2 separate regions of the Mus musculus genome follow, and region 1 is linked to region 2. A link is a contact called in public HiChIP or PLAC-seq data. All regions are on one chromosome and are shown on one strand. Each heading gives the region's core, a stretch centred on a gene start, on an enhancer-like site or on the middle of the called end of the contact. The rest is flanking DNA. Distances are from core to core; before and after follow the strand shown. Region 1 overlaps Iqsec2 (IQ motif and Sec7 domain 2). Region 2 has its middle 43 kb from the start of Gm15266.

What was found. HiChIP or PLAC-seq counts read pairs in DNA pulled down with a chosen protein or histone mark.
Region 1: a contact with region 2 is called in an H3K4me3 HiChIP or PLAC-seq map of bone marrow-derived macrophages, with 4 times the contacts expected there. The contact joins two enhancer-like sites. A contact is called at or near these places in 1 of 39 promoter capture datasets (the SN4741 cell line), 1 of 484 Hi-C or Micro-C datasets (embryonic fibroblasts), 1 of 115 datasets of contacts at active chromatin or transcription factors (bone marrow-derived macrophages) and 2 of 9 other capture datasets (adipose tissue and pancreatic islet).

What each region holds. Positions count from the first base shown.
Region 1 is chrX:152,171,805-152,179,169 of GRCm38.p6, forward strand. The region is part of intron 2 of Iqsec2 (IQ motif and Sec7 domain 2); the gene reads left to right. Among named protein-coding and RNA genes, the nearest start is that of Gm52430, 28 kb to the right of the region's middle. Within about 2 kb of position 3,682, at least 12 of the 459 cell types and tissues checked have an H3K27ac peak or open chromatin away from gene starts, as enhancers often do. A contact at or near this core is called in bone marrow-derived macrophages, where this site is marked.
Region 2 is chrX:152,065,155-152,072,052 of GRCm38.p6, forward strand. No RefSeq gene overlaps it. Among named protein-coding and RNA genes, the nearest start is that of Gm15266, 43 kb to the right of the region's middle. Within about 2 kb of position 2,892, at least 4 of the 459 cell types and tissues checked have an H3K27ac peak or open chromatin away from gene starts, as enhancers often do. A contact at or near this core is called in bone marrow-derived macrophages, where this site is marked.

The DNA.
Region 1 (7,365 bases), core at 2,432-4,931, 110 kb after region 2:
TGATATTTGGCAGGTACATTTATGGTGACATATTGTGATTCCCCACTTTACATAAGACTGTTGGGTAAGCTCCTGGGACTTGTCTAAGGTCTTTCTGATGCCCTGTGGTGGTCCAGGTTTAGAACTTGTCTCTGTATCATTCCTTCTGCCCTAGCCTCGGGTGCAGGTGCGATTTTTCCTCTTGAGCAGCAGCAGCCCTACCAAACGATGGCTGGATACTTTATACGTAGTCTCTAGTTTGTCTTCACTATATTCTTAAAGCCTATATATATACGTGTTATTTTACAAACCAAGATTCTAAGGCTTAGAAAGCTAAGTTAATTTGCCCTGCGGTAAAAATTAAGGTGAGAATCTAGATCATCAGATTGGTAATTACCACAGTGTTGTGAATTTAGCCTGATTACTTTCCTGAAGCATGGAAAAATTCATTTCCTGGGTTGGACAATCTGTTTTTGATGAGGGGTGACAAAGAAAGAGGTAATTGGGGGACCCCTGCCTACAGGGAGCACTAAGTCTAGGGTTGCTACGGGCAAAGATGAGTTAGTTTTAGAATGTGACAAGGTAGATGGCCAGTGTGTAAGAACAAGAGTCTGGAGGGATTGATCTGGCTTCTGATAACAAGACAGAAGGAAGGACGGAGGGGGACTGGGTAATTTTCCCAAAGGAGGAACTTTTCTGGAAGCTCCAGAGAGATGAGTTAGGGCAAATGGTTCCTCTTCTCCCCTTCCTCTCTGGGTTCTCCTGCCTCTGCTTGGCCCAGCCCCCGGAAGTGGGTGACCCCTAAGCTGGCTGAGTGCCTGGTTAGCACCAAAATAAACTTGCCTTCCCTCTCTTTCCCTCCCCTTGCCTCTGTCCCCTCTGTCCTGGCTTTAATTAGCAGCCCTAGGGATGAGTCACTTGGCAGCTGGGGAGGGAGGCTATGCAGAGCCCAGTTAAGCTTCGACTCTTGCCCTGAGCCTTACAGGCAGCACCACAGTGTTCATATGTGTGGGTGTGTATTACTGCATGTCAGGGAGGCTCTGCGTCATTGCTGCTGAGAAAAGTGCAGGGGCAACTTTGCATGCTGCCTCAAGGCCATGCATGTCAGGGTGTCTGCACATAAGCAAATCTGGTGGTTGCTGCATTTGTCTCTGTGTGTCACTGAGTGTCTCTCTGTGTGAACGTCTGGCTGTAATAGCAAGTGTCAGGAAATGAGAGAGGGAGCATTTGGGCTAACAAAGACAAATGCCATAATAATTGCAGTCACTTCTCCTGATGTTTCCCGTATACCAGCCCCGTGCTTGCATTCCCAAATTTCACTTGTTATAGTTTGGGTACATCTTGTTGCAGGGAACAGAAATTTAGCCAAGCTAGCTCAAGAATAGAGAGGGGAGGACTAGACTGAGGCTACACCTCACAAAATTAAGAACAATAAATTAATGATAGCCATGCATTTTCACCACCAAAATCAAGACCCGAAGTCAACGAACAAGATTGCTCTTTGACTCTGTGAATCTCTTGGGCCTATGTCTTGGTTTTATCCCTCATAGCTTGCTTGACCCCTCCCCCCTCTTTGCAAATTCTTCTCTGTGGCTTTTTCTGCTGCTGTGGTATACTAGCATGGTCACAACCTAGAAGCTATGTGACTTAAGGTCCCTGTCATTTAACTGCAAAGATCCTGTCCAGCCTCTGGTAATACAAGACATCGAGGTGGATTTCTGTTCTCTTGAAAATGGATGAGGGTAGAGAGATAAAATACTTAGAACCTGGTATTTCTTTTGCACTGAGCAAGGTTTTTACATGCACAAAAGCGAGCATAGGAGTTGGGTGTCGTGCGTGGCACATGCCTTTAATTCCAGCACTTGGGTAGCAGACACAGGAGTTTGAGGCCAGCCAGGTCTTCAGGGTGAGGTCCATGACAGCCAGGGCTAAACAAAGAAACTCTGTCTCAGAAAACAAACGAACAAAAATTTGAGGTCAGATGTTAAGATTGCCCATCCACTGAGTTTTTGGTCTCTACTTAATTCCAGGTGACCTTTCTTCTCTGTTTTCAAGTTCCATGTTCATATATCAAAACACTATTATATATAAAACAAATTCTTCACTTTTTCTTATGATATTTGTATTGAACCCAGAACCTCATGCATGCTAGACATATGCTCTATTCCTAAGGTACCCTGCTTATTTATTTATTTTAAGTCAAAATGCCTTTTAAACTTTTTTGGGGTGGAGGCAGGGGAGGATGGAGCCCCACTATGTATCCCTGGCTAACCTGGAACTCTCTATGTAGACACATCTGGCCTTGAACTCCCATTGAGAGCATTCCTGAGTGCTGGAATTAAGGGGATGTGCCACCATGTCCAGTCCAAAAATACCTTTCAAGTGCATAGTACAAATGATCATTGCTACCAGTTTGTGGCAGTCTTCATAGCCTCAGAACAACTGGCATAATGGTCCTGATGGTGTAGCTGCTACCAAATTCATGGTCACTTTAGATATTTTTCTGTTTTGTTAGTTCAGTGACTACATTTATAGTTATTTGTAGTATATAATTACAGACACACATTATCAATATTAGCAACATGACGCTTGAGCTTACTTCTCCATTAATACAAACCCTGCAGTTTCTACATTAATTACAGAGGGAATTAATGACCCCTTAGACAAGTTTTCACCTATTAGTAAAGAGTTAGGAACCAGCTGTGCCAGTAATGACTGGTCTCCAGATGTGAGGGCAATGCCCATAGCTCTGAAGTTGACCCTGACCTAGCATCCTCTAGCTAAAACTAAAGTCTTCTTAACACCTCATCTGGGGCCTTCTGGTTCTGGTCCAGCAAGAGATGCTGATATTATTTTTAATAAATATGTAGTATTACTGTTAAGTCTACGTGACAGAGATTATTCCAGGCTCGGGCAGAGTCTCTTTTCTTTTCTCCTCTTCTTACTTTGTTTTTATTATTCCAAATACTAATTATTGCTTTTAGCTCTGAAAATATCTATTGAATTTTAGGTAGTGTTAGAGACTACTTGACACACATTATCTTTAGTCTTCATGACCATTCTGCCAATTAGAGGCGATTTAAGGGTGGGCAAACATATCTAGAGGAAGTGAAGTGACTCGCCAATTCATGCATTTTGTCCTTCATTCAAAGATGATTTATTGAGTAGCTACCAATACCAGTTGATTCAATATGGCAAATAAGATGGTGCACAGTAAAGTGATGGACCCTGCGCTGGACTCCCCTGTCTGGTTAGGAAACAGAAAATATCCACAATTATAAGAATGCCTTAGTGTCTTAGTATCAGGGACAATTCCCAAGCTGATGGTCCAAACTGAGACTTAGAGGATGAGTAGAAGTGATCTAAGGGAGGATGATGTGGTGTGAGATGAAATGGACAGTATTATATGCTGGAAGTGTGGGAGGCGTGGTTGGCACCTGGATTTGTGCGGAACTAAAGCTTCGTCTGCAGTGGGAGTGGGTTGTTAAGAGAAGAATCTGGAAATTAGAAGAGTGTACTTTAGGAGGCTGGAACTGGGGCCCCCGTCAGTTGTACCACTGCTAGGGAGCTACAGGGCTCAGCTGAGGAGTTTCCATGCTTCCTGGGCTCCTTGAAATGTGTACAGGACCAGGCAACCTCCTAGGTGGGTCTGTATGTTAGCCTCACTATATTATAGTGGCTTCAGTGCCCTCTAGTGTCCACTGGCCTATCTTGCAGCTGTGCTGTGTATATCGTCTCCCACCAACATTTATAACCAGCTGGGCCTGTGCTAGGTGCTGGGGACATTGGGATCAGTGAGACACCTGTTCCTACAGATTTCCAAATTAAGTAGATGAAACTGTGAACAGTGTTGAGAGAAGGTGGCTGAGAGACGAGCAGGGTGGAAGGGGACTAGGGAGGTGATTCACCCTGCCTAGATGGGATCAGGGCAGGTTCCCAGAAGACACAGCTTCTAGCTGATTTTTGAAGACTATTCAGGTGGGGAGGTGGCTCTGGGAGGCCAGGGGGAGAGCACAAGTTAAGATGAGGCATGGAATATGAATCAGAAGATGGCCTGGTCGGCCATCAGTGGAAAGAGAGGCCCATTGGTCGTGCAAACTTTATATGCCTCAGTACAGGGGAATGCCAGGGCCAAGTGGGAGTGGGTGGGTGGGGGAGCGTGTGGGGGACTTTTGGGATAGCATTGGAAATGTAAAAGAAATAAATACCCGGGCTGGTGAGATGGCTCAGTGGGTTAGAGCACCCGACTGCTCTTCCGAAGGTCCAGAGTTCAAATCCCAGCAACCACATGGTGGCTCACAACCATCCGTAACAAGATCTGACCCCCTCTTCTGGAGTGTCTGAAGACAGCTTCAATGTACTTACATATAATAAATAAATAAATAAATCTTTAAAAAAAAAAAGAAATAAATACCCAATAAAAAATTAAAAAAAAAAAGATGAGGCATGGAGCCGCTGAGTATGCCTGGGAATTAGAAGTCATTCTGTCTGGGTGAGGTGCAGGTTGGGGGGGGGGATGTGGTACATTTCTGTAACCATAATACTGATAAGATGCAGGCAGAAGGAGCTCAAGTGTAAGGCCAGCCTGGACTCTGAGGTAAAACCCTATCTCAAAACAAAACAAAATGGAGGGAGACCAAGATTAGCTGAAGGTGGAAGATGGGAGCTAGGTCACCTAAGGATCTATGATACCTGCTTATTTACTGGGTATTTAAAGCATGGAATCTAATTGCAAGCTTCTCTACCCTTTGGAATCACACATCCATCTAGGTATCGGATGGAATCTAGAAAATATATTTCTCTGAGAATACTTTCCATACAACTCCAGGGGCTTTACAGGTACTCCCTTCCCTGCCTAGCAATGAACCATAGACTTCCAAACTTACCCTAGTTTAAGTAAGGAAAGCCTATGATGGCCTCCAAGGATTTGCAATATTGAACCCCTCCTGCACCTCCAGCCTCATGTGTGTTCTGCAATGTTACCTCTGCCACATTGGCCTCTTTGAAGTTCCTGGAAGCAGTAGCTCAGGTCTTTTCTTCTGCATAGAATTCTTTCTCCTTCCTGTCTCCATGTGAACATAATATCTGTCTCCGCTCAGACATACACTTCCTGAAGACAGGACATTATCTCCCTTTAGAAGCCAGCACTGTGCCTAGTCCACAGTACCTGCCAGATGAAGGACTTACTAGTACCCTGTGGCTGGAAGAAAGTTCCTCACTCTGAATTCATTCAGCTCCTTGTGAGTCATTATATAAGTTTATGTAACATGCTTAGATATGCCTGAATCATACAAAGGCAGTTCATTAATAGGTATTTTCCTAGAATTCTTCCCCATGCCTGAAGCAAATGGGCTTCTCAAAAGTACCCCCTCTATCCACTGGGAGCTGTTGCTCAAACGATACTCTTCCATTATCATGAGCATACTTGAGCCTATGGAACCTTGACAAGAACCTATGAGGTAAGCCAGGTGTGGTGGCACTCAACAAGCTGAAACAGCAGGACTGCTGTGAGTCTGAGGTCAGTCTGGGTGACATAACCAGTAGCAGGACAGCCCAAGGCTATGTAGCCCCCATCTCAAAAAATGACAAATGAAAAAACAGCGTTGTGGGGTAACGGAGCATGGTGGGATGGCACATACCTGAGAGACTGAAGCAGGAGAATTATGAATTTGAGGCAAGCCAGGCTACAGAGCAAGATTTTTTTCAAACAAACCCAAACCAACCTCTGGAGTGGGGGATGTCAGTGATCTTTAGGTAACCAAAGTGAGTCTCAGGGGGAGAAACCCAGACGAATGATTACATTGAACCTACTGGGCTCCACAGTGAGGAGGTTTTGAACTCCTCAGAGAGTAAAGGAGACTTGCTCAACGTTGTATATCAGCAGCCTTACAGTCAGGCGTACAATTTCTGTCCTCAACCGCTGCCAGGTTAAGAGGAAGGTCTGGGCCAGAGGTGACACAGCTGCAGGAGCTGGGAGAGTTGAGATTGAGGTAACTGAGCATGGTAGGCAATCTGCAATCTCAGGAGAGGGTGAAACAGATTTGTGAATCTGAGGCAAGCCTGGGCTACAGAGCAAGACTCTTTCCAAACAAACCCAATTGAACCTATGGAGTAGGGGATTGTCATTTCTCTTCTATAGGTAACCAAACTGAGTGATCTATAGAATAGAGGAGACGGCAGAGGTCCCGCAGATACCAGACCTGTAGTGGTTTGGAGGGCCTCTCTCTTCCTAGCTGCCTTGGCTTTCTTCAGATGAGCCAGTTGTCCTGGTAGGGAGACAGGAAGGCTGGCCTGTGGCCTGTCATCTCCTATTTCTTCTGAATCACTGACCACCCTGGCCCTTCCCAGGAGCCTTCTGCTCAGAACAGTCAGGAGCCTGGCCTCTGGGGCCATGAAAGACTGGAATGCTCAAAGCTGGACCCATGCTCCTTTTTTTAAGGAATGTTCCCATCCTTCAGACCCTCAAAATTCTGTTTTCTCTGATGCTACCCATATAGACAGTAGAGATTGCCAAGTGGGTAGACGGTGCCGTGATATATCAACATTGCTGAGATTTTTTGCTTCTGTCCAGGCTTCGGTTGTTGCACCTGTAGAACCAGGATGGACAGTCTTCCTGGACGAACAACCTCTTGATTGTAAATGGCGTGTGCTTTTCAGTTGTTTTGTTTTTGCCAGTGTAGAAAATAACAGAGAAGTGAATGACAGCTTATTATAGTCATAAAGAATAGTGTTCCTGGCCACGCCCTCATATCAGAAACTGATTTGGATTTTATTTGATGTGGACTATTCTAGGACAGTCTATATGTGTCTGTAAATGTGCTAAAATGAAGATGCTTGTGAAAAGCTTCTGCTTAAAGATTTCTGTATGTACAAAATAGTAATAAAGCTAAGGGTGCAGATTTCAGATTTTGGAATAGCCAAATTAAGCCCCAATCTTGGGCCACTACTACTACTAAGCTTTTGTATCTCAGTTGTCTATAGAGGGTATTCAAATAGGCTCTGTGACACAAACTTTTCAGGATGAGACAAGTTGTTTGTGGAGATTGCAGGAGAGATGCACATCTCTAAACTGCTTCCTCTTGTTAGGAATTCCCAGCCCTTAGAGAGCAAGGAAGGAACAAAGTTTCCAATTGCATCCTGGCCTGCAGCCCAGCTGGCCTGGCCCCTCCTCCTTGGCTCCTCCTTCTAGGGAAGGGCTGAAAAAGAAGGGGTGGGAGTAGTGACCGGGTAGCATTGGCAGGGGATAGGGAGGGGGACTGCCCCTGGGACAGGTCCAGACTCATGGAACCCCCCTGGAGGAGCAGCAGGTAGGAACCTGGGCCACTTAGCCTGATCCCCGTCTTCCTGCTCAGACCTAGACTCACTGCCCGGGCTGCTGATTCAGCT
Region 2 (6,898 bases), core at 1,642-4,141:
GGATAGGAATTCACTTGTTCCAGTAGGAGACTCCAGGTGGTGGCAATAGTGTGTATGAAGATCTGAAGGCCAGAGACAGCATTTTACACTGGAGCATAAGGGTTGCAGAGGGGAAGCAACAAGAAATAAATGCTTGAAGTAATCAGCAACCAAATGATTTTTTTTAGAAAAAAATGATATTAATTTTTATCTTGTGTGCATAAGTGTTTTACCTGTCTATACACATGTACATACCTGGTGCCCACAGAAGTCAGAAGAGGACATTGGATCCCCTAGGACTGGAGTTCTAAGCCACCGTGTAGATGCTGGAGATCAAACCTAGGTCCTCTAGAAGAGCAGACAGTGCTCTTAACTGCTCTGCCATCTCCTCAGCCCATCAAACAGAGTTTTAAATGTCTGGGTAGAGTTTTGAGCTTAGGGGACATTGTAGTTTGCAGACTTGCTGTACCCAAGAAACATCTATGGGTTCCAACTTCCAAACCTTCCATTTCCACATGTGGGTTGTGCCCTCAGCCTCAAGTGCTTACTTGAAAAATGACTAGTGACTTGGGGATCACAGCTTGAAGACTGGGGGGGGGGGGCAACTATGAAACCAGCTTTAAGCAGAGAATACTCCAGATTCAAAGAACCATGACAGTCTGGGGGGGGGGGAATGAATCGGGTTGTTCATGTTCTGTACACTTGTGGCTACTGTTTCCTGTTCAGCCAGCTAATAAGGCTGTCTCAAGCAAATACACCAAACCACAAGGGCAAGCCAGCTAGAGACAGCTTGCTTACTGTCGTAGTCCCTGCACAAAGCACAGTGCCTGATACAAAAGTCACCTGCTAAGCTTTCAAGCTGAGGAATGTATGGATGAGTGCATTTGTGAAGAGGATGGCTATGAAGACTAGAAACTGTGAAAAGACCAGACTGTCTACTATAGACAAAGACAGTCAAAATGGATTGAATATGATAAGATGAACTGCTAAGATGAACCCAAGGGCTCTGCAGCTAAGAGCACTGGCTGTCCTTTCAGAGGTAGAGGGCTTGATTCCCAGTACCCACATAGTCCCTAAAATTGTCTGTAATTCTGGTTTCATGGGATCCAAGGCCCTTTTCTGGCCTCTGGGAACACCATGCAAGCATGTGATGCATAGACATATGCAGGCAAAACACCTATATATATATCAAATTAAGTTTTTAAAAAGATGTACTTTGATGACTTGAGTATTGGATGTGGTTGGTGACTAAGGATAACCATGACTATCATATTCCTATCCTAGACCAGTTGTCCTTCTCTTCATCTATTTCTCAATCAGAATCCTCTTCTAGCCTCCTCAGCACCTGGAACTCACCCCTCAAGTTAAGCACATTGTGTACTGTATAGTTCCCCTGTACGCACGCCGCCCCCCAGTCACTGATTCATCCAGCCAGTTCGATCAATTTTGTCTGAGCACTTCCTGTGTGCATTGAGACTCTTCTAAGCCGGGGCTCCAACTCCCTCTTTCCTGCCTTACAATATTTTTGAGGGTTTTTTTTTCCCCAGATAAAATGTATCCTCTATTCAGTAACATATAAAGAGATGCCCAGTAGGTCAAATCTATAAAGGAACTCAGAGACTCTTCATTTCCTAAGGTCCTTGGAGTGAAATTAACTTCTCAGTGGTCTTACTGCTAGGAAGTATTAGAGCCATAAATGGAACTCTGGGTTCTAGTCAGGACAGGTAGAAATGGAACTTTCAAAGTTGATGGATAAATAGGAAAAGCAAAAATGTTTGCCAGTTATACTACCTCCTTTTGAAAATTATCAAAAATCTTGCCTTACCCCTTCCAAGGGGCTTCTCTAATGTAAGTTGTTACACTCTACCACATGACTTCACAGGCCTGACCACAGATGATTAGATTGGCATAGCATCTAGACCAAGGAAGCAGATTTCTGGGCTTGTTAGTGTCCTCTTAGGTGGACTGGGGTAGGGATTCCATCTTATGCCAGTGGCATATCTAATGGCAAATATATAAAATAGGTATTTCAGAGAAGTTGAACCTATGGTAGCCAAAATAAGAGAGCAATAAGAATTCAGTGAGCCCAAATATTACCTGGCAACAGCAAAACTGTAGAAATCATAAATCATTGGAATGGAAAGATGTCTCAACACTTAAGAGCACTTGCTGCCTCTTTCAAGGACCCAGATTTGGGTCTCAGTATCCATGTAGCAGTCTGTAATTTCAGTTCCAAAGGATCTGATGCCCTCTTCTGGCCTCTGTGGACACCAGGAACATATGTGGTGCACATATTTACATGTAGGCACTTATACATATACATAACATAAAAGATCTTTTCAAAATCCTTAAGTTGTGAGATATTTGTACCATGAGTTCATAGGGCTGGCCACAAGGTAGCGGAAGCCATCAAGCAGCAAGGCACTGAGAGTCAAATGGATACCAAAGTCATAAAGCAATAGTAACCATGATGTAGCAGGAGCCATAAGACAAACTGATTATATAAAATCCATGAAGCAGCAGAAGGCTTGAATACATATGCAAGATCCACGAGACAGCAGAAGTAATGAGCCGGCAAGAAGAGCCACTAGGTAGCTTGAGCCATGCAGTACAAGGTAATGGGAGGGGCATTGCTAGGAGAAGCAGTGGGGGTCACCAGACCAGTGGAAGCTCCAAGAGAACCCATGGCCAAAAGCAGCAGAAGCTGAAAGTCCTAGAAGCAGGAGGCAGCAAAAGCCATGGGCTAGAGACAAGGGAAATGAAAGAAGTTAGTCAGGAACAGTAGGAGGAGTATAAATACAGCCAGAAAGTAGTTGAGTCACCATTTTGGGAGGCACTAGAGAAAGGAGCAACAGATGCCTGCAGCTGAGGGGGTGACAGATAAGGCAGGCTCTAGAGCTGCTTCAGATCATAAGCCATTTTCAAGTTTGCTTGTGAAGTCCTTCCTGTTTCATTTCCCTATGGGTGCTTAAATGCCCATCACTGATCTGAGTGTGTCTGTGTTTCATTTAAAAGAGGTTAACACATGCACAAATTAGACGTGTGAAGAGTGGGGAATTCTTCCTGGTGAATTTGATGCAAGACACACAGAGGTGAGAATTCATTCTTTCCTTCATGCCTTCATTCTCTCATGTACTTATCAGTCATTTACTTGTTGATTTCTTTTTCTAAATTGCCCGATGCATTTTTTACTTATTAGTCTATGCATCTAGATGAGCATTTACTTGGTTTTCCTTTCCTGCATCCACTCACACTAGTTTCCCATTCATCTGCTCTACAAGCATATCAGACCCTCAACTAGACTGAGTTTTCCACCCTTCAGAAATCACGTTTGAAGTAGTGACTCAGAGAAGTGCACTAAATGTAGCAGATGATATAACAGAAGTCTAGATGGAGCAAACTGAGCATATAGAAAGCACTGGGTGGTTCTCCCTGGAATATGGTGGGTTGGAGGAATTGCTCAGTAACATCTTTATAGAAGAGGGTGTACTTCAACTGAGTCTTGAAAGAGGAGTTGCTGTTTGCTATTGGGGAAGGGACAAAAGAACATTATGAAGTGTTGCATAAGCAAAGAATGTGAAAGTATGCAAGTCTCAGAGAGGAGTAGTTAGCATTGGTCCATGCAGTGGTAAAATTGATGAATGCCATGTAATCAGCCTTAGCTTTGATCTTAAGAACAATGGGAAGCTGAAACAGGAAAATGACAGACTGGTACACTAGGAATCTCACTACCACAGCTAGTGTGTTAAAGAAGACTGGGCTGTATAAATAATGTTATGTAAGTAAGTGTACTTGAGTGCCATATTCATGAAAAAAGACTCGTGTGAGAAAGTTGTTCTGCTTAGAGGCCAAAATTCTTTTTTTTCCCCAGAAGGTAGAACTCAGTTGAGTTTAAGAATAGAGAGGATTCTAGCTGTTGGCGATGAGAAAGGGCTTTGTGAGCTCAAGAGTAAAGTAAGAAGATATCAGTAAAAATGGCACTTTTGAGCTAACAAATTGTATAAACCAAATTTCACTCTAGCAGAGTCTGTTTTTAAGACAGAGAGAGACTACAATGCTTTCCAAACTATTACATGAAGTCCAGAGGGACAAGGACATCTGGTAGGAAGGGTGTAGCTGAACTTTCTACTTTATGTGTTCTTTATCCCATCCTTTATGCCCTCAGTTTCACCCCCTATCACTGTATAGAAGAGAAAGAAGGATGGGGGCGGGAAGAGAGAGAGCGATCTCTGAGTACAATTTCTTCTTGTTTTGTCTTTGAGCATAACTACTAATAAACTGCAACCAACCCCGATGAATGACCAGCAACCACTGATCCAGCCTATAGGAGGTTTTATCATATATATACCCTCTGAAACATTTCCAGAATTCCAAACGTCACACAATCACAGTAAATGTCTGCTGCTGGCCAAACCACAACTCTGCTAGAGCATGAGGCAAATCATAGTCAGCTGCTGTGGACAATTCAAAGCAGTTTCATATACCACACCTGGGATTGAAACAAAACCATATACTATTTCTGTGTTTTCTTTTTGTTTGTTTGTTTTTTGAGACAGGGGTTCTCTGTGTAGCCCTGGCTGTCCTGGAACTCACTTTGTAGACCAGGCTTGCCTCAAACTCAGAAATCCGCCTGCCTCTGCCTCCTGAGTGCTGGGGTTAAAGGTGTACACTACCACCGCCCAGCCCTATTTCTGTGTTTTTTAAAGTAACCAAAATTCCAGAATTCTCACTATAGAAGGTGTGTTTATGGGCAGGAGTATCCTTTGTGCTTTTAAAATGTTTGTTTTCTTTTTTAAATCAAATGTTCATTTAAGATGAAGTACTGCACCTGGTAGTGGCGCTGTCGCACATCTTTAATCCCAGCACTCTGGAAGCAGAGGCAGGCAGATCTCAAGGCCAGCCTGGTCTACAGAGAGAGTTCCAGGATGGCCAGAGCTACACAGAGAAACCCTGTCTCAAAAAACAAAACAAAACAATAACAATAACAACAAAACAAAAACAACAACAAAAGAAGTAATGAAGGCATATTATTTAGAAAACTCAACTCCATACAGAAGGTCTATGGAAAGGAAGAGTCCACTGCCCTGCCAACTCTCACTTTTGGTAGCTAATTTCAGGGATTTGTTGTTCTTGGTTTTTTTGTTTTTTTTTTTTTTGTTTTGTTTTGTTTTGTTTTGTTTCTGATTACTAATGCTATACCTGAGAAATATACTATGAGGAAAAATTTAAAGCAATACTTTTTTATTTATGTGTATGTGTACGTGTGTGTGTCTCTCTATGTGTACAAACATGTGTGTGCAGGTACTCATGGAGGCCAGAAGGAGACACTGGATCCCCTGCAGCTACAGTTACAGGTAACTGGAAGCCACCTGATAAAGGTGCTGGGAATTGAACTCAGGTCCTCTGCAAGAGTAGCAAGCACTTAACCACTGAGCCATCTCTTCAGAACCTTGTGTGGACATTTTAAAACACAATTTCAGACAATACACATTGGTGGTTTTTGACCATCACTATTCTTTGATTAATTCACATCTAGTTAAACTCTTATTTTTATTTCTAATATAATTTTATTTCACTGTTGGATAACATTCTGACTGAAGTAACAATTTGTTTCTCTATGAACTGGAGAGAGTATTTCCCTCCTTGTTATTTGTATGTTTGTTGTTTGATGGTTTTAAGACAGGGTCTCTTATAAGCTAGGCTGGCTTTGACCTCACTATGTAGCTGACACTGACTTCGAACCCCTATTCCTCTTGCCTCCATCTCTCAAGTGCTGGGATTGCAAACATGTGTCATCATACCTGAATTGGGACAATATTTCTTGATCAAGGCTTTGTTAAACAAAAAAAATTTTTTTCTTTCAACACTCCCACTGACCTTCCAAATTCTGGAATTTATCTATTTATCTATTTTGATGCCTAAACTTTTAAGAATTATTCATGGGGAAACATACCACACAGCCCATGTGTAGGCAGAGGACAATTTTTAGGAGTTAGTTCTCTCCTTCTTCTGTGTGGATTTCAGGGATTGCACTCAAGTCATCCAGCTGCATGTCAAGAGCCTTTACCTGCTCTTTCATCTTAAAGGCATCCTGTTTTGTTGGTGGTGATTTTTATTTTGTTATTTATTTGTGTGTGTGTGTGTGTGTGTGTGTGTGTGTGTGTGTGTGTGAGAGAGAGAGAGAGAGAGAGAGAGAGAGAGAGAGTGTGTTGTGTTGTGTTGTTGTGTTTTGAGATAGTGTCTCAAACCATGCTGGCCTCAAACTTGCTTTGAGAACGACCTGGAATACGAACTCTTCCTGCTCTATGGCATGGCTGCTGCCACCACCACATCTTATCTTCTCATCTGTACGTTTACATTGTCAAAACTGGCCTAGCAAAGTGGTGGCAGTAGATTAAATTCTACTTCATAGTCATGATTGCTATTTGTGCTTTTTTGGCGTTTTGTCTATAGTATGATTCTAGACATTGAAGAGCAATAAACACCTATTGATATGATTAAATAATCTTTTAATAAGCTGGGCGTGGTGATGCACGCCTTTAATCCCAGCACTTGGGAGGCAGAGGCAGGCAGATTTCTGAGTTCAAGGCCAGCCTGGTCTACAAAGTGAGTTCCAGGACAGCCAGGGCTATACAGAGAAACCCCGTCTCTTAAAACCAAAATAATAATAATAATAATAATAATAATAATAATAATAATAATAAGCTTTTAATAATTTTTTTGCTTTGTAGCAAGTTTTCTTTTTCCTAGTTTCTAATTTTCTTCTTCTACCTTATTGCTTCATTGTGTATTTGTTTTCTTTCGCTTTTCAAAATCTTCACTGCGTTAAAAATTCTGAGAGGAAGGGGGAGGACTGTGGGAGGAGGTGACCAGGAGGGAGGCAGTGAGCGGGATGTAAAGTGAAAATGTAAAAAAAAAA